2 separate regions of the Mus musculus genome follow, and region 2 is linked to region 1. A link is a contact called in public HiChIP or PLAC-seq data. All regions are on one chromosome and are shown on one strand. Each heading gives the region's core, a stretch centred on a gene start, on an enhancer-like site or on the middle of the called end of the contact. The rest is flanking DNA. Distances are from core to core; before and after follow the strand shown. Region 1 holds the start of Ints4 (integrator complex subunit 4). Region 2 holds the start of Omp (olfactory marker protein).

Region 1 (2,700 bases), core at 34-2,533:
TAAAGATAATCTATGTGTTTTTGGGTCCTCTGTACCTACCAACTTCCTGTTCCCTCCTCTAAATGTCCCATGTTTTGGTTAAAAAAGTAAAGAACAGGTGAGTTGTAAAACTCAAGAGCACCACATATCTCAGATGCAGGGTGTTCTTGTTTCTGTATTGTTTCATTACACTGTAAGCATGTTTTTGTTAGGTAGGGATTATCAGTATGCTTGTCGTGGAGGTCACTTGTTCAAGTACCAGAGTCTTAAAGGAGTGTTGTGTTAGAATCTGACTCCCCTATTTCTGCCTTCACTATTCACTTTAATATGGGTTAAATAATAACAGCAATTCCATTCTTATTCCTTCCTTCATTATTGATCTTAACAAGGGTTAAATAATAACAGGAACTCTATTCTACTCATTGTTCATGTTCTAGACTTATTTCCAGGGTCTTGATATTTGTACTTGCATTTTTTAGGCAAAATGAGATTTATCTTTCTATTATGTAGACTGTTTTCCAAAGAAAGACTACAAAGACCTTCTGAGAAGCAGACTTAACTTGAAAAACAAGGTTTTCTGAAACCTACCAACTACAATGAAGTTAAAAACCTGTAATTGAGTTTATGCTAAATGCTAATCATAATAAAGTTCCCTTTTTATTAAGCTTTGCTTGCTTGCCAAAGTCATAAAGAACCTTTGTAAGACTTTGAGGACACCTCATCCTTCTACTGTGGGTGTGTGTGTGTGGGTGTGTCTGTAATGGTAACATTTTTGCCTTTCTATATCTCAGTGTTGGCTCCTGGTTTTTGACACCACAACACGTGGCTTCATCCTCAGTCTCAAGATTCTTTTTCACTGTTTCCCAGCTGTCAGAGGAAGCATTAGTCTCTTCACCAGAGATTCGTGGAACACACTGACAGTCCTGATAGAGACTTGGCTCCGGGTGGACCACCAGCATTCTTAAATCTTCAGACTTGCAGAGTAGTACCATTCAGAAAAATGATCTTAAACCTTTCATTGATTCAACAGGAAGATTCTTGGCTTTCTTTTCTTTATCTTTCCGTTTTTCTTCTTCTTCTTTCTTATTGATGGATAACTTCTAAATTACTGTAACAAAGTAAAACGAACTTCGGGGAGGAGCTGGAACTATGGCAACACTCACCCTAAGATTCTAGCAGGGCACCTCCAGGATACAGCTCCGGGTTTTGCCTCCAGCTCCCACCAGCCCCGCCTTTTACTCCACCCATCTTCCAGGATGCACTCTAATTTCCGTCTCCCAGCAGTAGCGGCAGCCAATCGACTCACTGGGCAGTGGAGCTTCAGGAAGAGGCCTCTCTATCCAGCAACCCCACTGCTTTGTGGGATTGCAGCGAAATCGGTGCTGTAGAAAGGTTTCTCTCCACGTTCTCAGCAAGTACAGAAGCCGAGAAGGTCCGGTGCAGCCATGGCGGCGCACCTGAAAAAGCGGGTGTATGAGGAGTTCACTAAAGTGGTTCAGGTAAGCGCTGGCAGAAAAAGCCATGGACCAGTCTGCGCGGGAGGGTTGTCCGCACCCAGGCTGTTCTCCAGATCAGCGCCTAAGCTTGTGTGTAGCCGGCTTAGGTTTAGGTTCCTAGGCTGCGCGTCAGGCAGGGGGCGTGTTAGGTCGAGGCCGCTGTTCTCATGTGTACTCTGACTTTGGGGTTTGTTGTTGTTGTTGTATTTAAAGTTCTGGGACTAGAATTCGGGGTCTTAAGCATGCTAACTTATCACTCTATCCCAAAGTCACACTCCCAGCTCACTTGATAAAGACAAAACAAAATCATTGGGACAACGTGCTGTATAGTTTTAAAAACTGTCAGGTATCTTATTTTAATGTCTCACAGCTCGGTTGTGCCAGATCGGTTATATTTGCATTCTCCTGTCCTCAGTTGGTGGCAGAACTCCTCTTAACTCGTGTACCTCTAACTTTCAGAGACAAGTTGAGCTGTATGCAAAACCCCAAGCTGACTAAAGGTCTGTAGAATTCAAGGCTCAGACCAAGCAGGCAAGAGTCACAGGACGGCAAACCTATCATCCTCTCTCTTTTAAACATAGGTGGACCAAGAGAGCCCCTGTCAGAACTGTCAGTGTGCTCCACAGTGTCTCTGTAGAAGCGATGTATTCTGCTTCTTAAATTTCCATATGTACACAGATACATACAAAATATACGCGTCTTGAGGAATACTTAAATTTTTTATCTTTTTTGTAGTAGGGGAGATTGAGTGTAGGGCCTTATGCATGCTGAGGCATGTGGTCTACCACCGAGCTGTTACAGATCTCGCTCTTTTAGGGAGTTTGTTATGATGCAGATTATGTTCAATAGGTTGGTGGTGTGAGGCAAGATCTGCATTTTGACCAGGCCCGGGGGTTTATGCCAGTGGATCCCCAGCAGTCTTAGATATTTAGGCAGAGTGGTCTCATTAAGGAAAAAAAAAAATTTTTTTTTTCTTTGAGACAGGGTCTCACTATGTAGAGCAGGCTGATCATGAACAGGAAGGAATCAGCCTGCCTTTTCTTCCCAAGTGCAGGGATTAAAGGCTTGCATCACCATGCCTGATGGAAAATGACTCTTAAACCTTCCATTCATTCATTAATTCAACAGGAAAAAATTAAAGTATTTTCAAATACTTGAGTGATTTCTGTGTACCATGTGTGGTAGGAAGTCGTTGTCTATCAGAACCCCTGCTTTTGGGGAGTAC
Region 2 (2,700 bases), core at 127-2,626, 660 kb after region 1:
GCTAGCTCAGAGCCCTGGACCCCTCTAACTCTGCTACACCATTCGAGTCTCAGTCTCCCAGTTCAAAAAGCACTGCACCAAGGACGCCTCAGTCAGGATCACCTCCACCAAGTCCACAAGCCAGTACCAGCTCAATAATTAAACTAAAGTTAGCCTTACTCCTCACCAGGACTAGCCCTCAGGCCCACATCCATACAAATAGTTATGCCATCTCTCAATACCCATATGAGCGTGGGTGGCTAGAGTTGTTTCAGTTTCTACACGCTCTCTCACTTCTCCATAAAAACCAGGCCCAGACCTGGAAAAGCAGTCAGATCAAGCCCCGCTGTCATCCTGCCCAGTGTCTTGAAGGCCCTAAGGTCACAGCGGGCTGCTGCCGACACTGGGAGGAGAACCTTCCTGCTGCCAGAGGCTGGGCATTCGCCTCCTGGCTCCAGCTTTGGCCAGCAGGGCAAACGCCTTCTTGCCAGGTTCCCCGGAAGGTGTTCCTGTCCAGTCTCAGTCTCCCATCCCTGAAGGGAGGAATCAGTGCTGGCCGTTTGCATCTCTTGGTCAGTCTCTTTATCTCTCAGTCCCGCTCTTCACCACAGGGGGCCCATCCATCTTCCCACGTGGACCCAAAAGGCCTCTACAGTCTATAGTAGCAGCATCCGGCTTCTAGACTACGGAGCCATGGGACATCACTGTGAGCCGCAGCACTGGCACCAGGGAAAAGGAGGGGATGTAGCACTCGGGGGAACTCTGGCCAAGATGAGCACAGGAGGAGCAGCTAGAAGAATGTCCCCAAAATACACATGAGGAAGGAGATCCAGGCAAGGGAGAGGTGGGGCCAGGGGTAGGGCAGCCAGGGCTGTCATCAGAGCTGGTTAAACACCACAGAGGCCTTTAGGTTGGCAGGCTCCACGCCCTCGCCAAAGGTGATGAGGAAATACATGACCTTGCGGATCTTGGCCAGATCAGAAAGGCGCTCCCCAAACTCCAGGGCGTCTGCCTCATTCCAATCCATGGCGTCGGAGTCTTCCTTGCGCCAGAAGATGGCGGCGGGGTCCAGCAGCTGGCGTGTCATGAGGTTGGTGAGGTCGGGCGTCCAGTTCTGCGAGGTGCCCGTGATGGTGACCTTGCCGGGCTTGTCCAGAACCACGTTCCAGTGATCGAACTGCAGCTTCTGCTGCTGGATGAAATCGAGGCGGTAGACGGACTCAGCCGGCCGGATCAGCTTCTCACCATCCTGCTTCTTCTCCCCACGCTGCTTCAGGCTCTCTACTCGGAGCCGCATCTGCTGGGTCAGGTCCTGGTCCAGAACCAGCGGCATCTCCAGCTGCTGCTTCTGCGGCCCATCCTCTGCCATGGCCCAAGTGCTACAGCGATTGCCACTGCCACCACTACCACCAGCGTCAGGGAATCAAGTGGGCTGGATCCTCCGATGCCAAGAGAAGAGGCCACCTGAAGGCCCGCCTCCCTTTCCAGCCTTTCTGGCCCCACCCAGTTCTCAGAACAGGGGACACAGGAGTGTGTGTGTCCAACTGCCTCCTAACTGGTAAAGCTGTGCTGTAGGCAGGCTGGAGGGTGATGGGCTCCCTGGGGACCAGAGCACTGATATCAACTGCTGTGGCAACCACCTTGACTACAGTGGTAGTGGCAAGCTGGAGCTTTGCTTGTTTGTGAAGAATGGAATACTCCACAGGGCTGTTGGGAGATAGGTGAGGTTATAGACACATGGAGGTAACCGAAGACTGTCCAGGAAAGAGGTGGCAGGGCGGGGTAGCACCGGTGGCACACATTTCAGTTTTCTGTAGTCAGCCAAGCCAACTTTCCATGGTTGCCTCCTCCTCCGCACCCCCCACCCCACTCTGTCATAGCCCCTGTCAGGTCCTGTCAGGTGCCCTGGTGTCTCCCTCTCCTTTATCACCATCAGGACCCAGCCCAGCTGTCACCTCCCATCTGAACCTGCAGCTCTCAAATCCCAAATCATCTGCCAGACAGACGGCTGGCTCGGCTCCCAGAGGCCGTGGTTTGATCGATCCAACCACATAGCCACAGGATTGGCTCTCACGTCCACCAAAATCCTACCAGCCATTCCGCCTAAACTGATCCTCCACCTCCCGTGGGAGACGTGAGGCCAGGGAAGAAGCTGGGGACCTACAAGGGAATGTCAGTGGGAGGTGGAACCCAGGCAGTGTATGTGGACAGATGGCAGAACTGGAGTCTGTGAGTGCCTCTGAGTGGTGGAGACAGAGATGCTGCTGTCTCGGAACATCACACACACACACACACACACACACACACACACACACACACACACACACACACACACGAAAGAGGCATGGGGTGAGGTGTAGTAGCTGGAACCACTGGAACGGTCTAGGGGATCAGAAGTACATTCTATTGCCAGATGGAGGTCAACTGAACCACTCGGGGTTTGGGGTTATGACCAGCACAGAGCCCCATGATGCACGATGGGCAACTTGCCTGCTCTGTTCTATTTGTTTGTTTGTGTTTGTTTTGTGTTGTGTTGTTTGGCGCAGGGCCGCACTGTGTAGCCATCCAGGCTGGCCTCAGGCTCCCAGAAACCCTCCTGCTTGAGCCTCCCACGTGCTGGGCTCACAGGTATGAGTCACCACGGCAAACTGTTTTATTTTGTTTTGTTTGTAGAGTACTGGGAATTGAACTCAAGGGCTCTGTAACTGAACCACACGCCCT

Evidence for each region. HiChIP or PLAC-seq counts read pairs in DNA pulled down with a chosen protein or histone mark.
Region 2: a contact with region 1 is called in an HNF4G HiChIP or PLAC-seq map of pancreatic cancer cells. The contact joins the promoter of Omp here to the promoter of Ints4 in region 1.

The regions. Positions count from the first base shown.
Region 1 is chr7:97,479,673-97,482,372 of GRCm38.p6, forward strand. It overlaps Ints4 (integrator complex subunit 4), which reads left to right and starts at 1,284. Exons shown (of 23, transcript NM_027256.2): 1 at 1,284-1,478. The coding sequence starts at 1,425.
Region 2 is chr7:98,144,071-98,146,770 of GRCm38.p6, forward strand. Omp (olfactory marker protein) reads right to left here and starts at 1,377. Exons shown (of 1, transcript NM_011010.2): 1 at 1-1,377. The coding sequence starts at 1,348. The coding sequence ends at 857. All of the region lies in intron 3 of Capn5 (calpain 5), which reads right to left.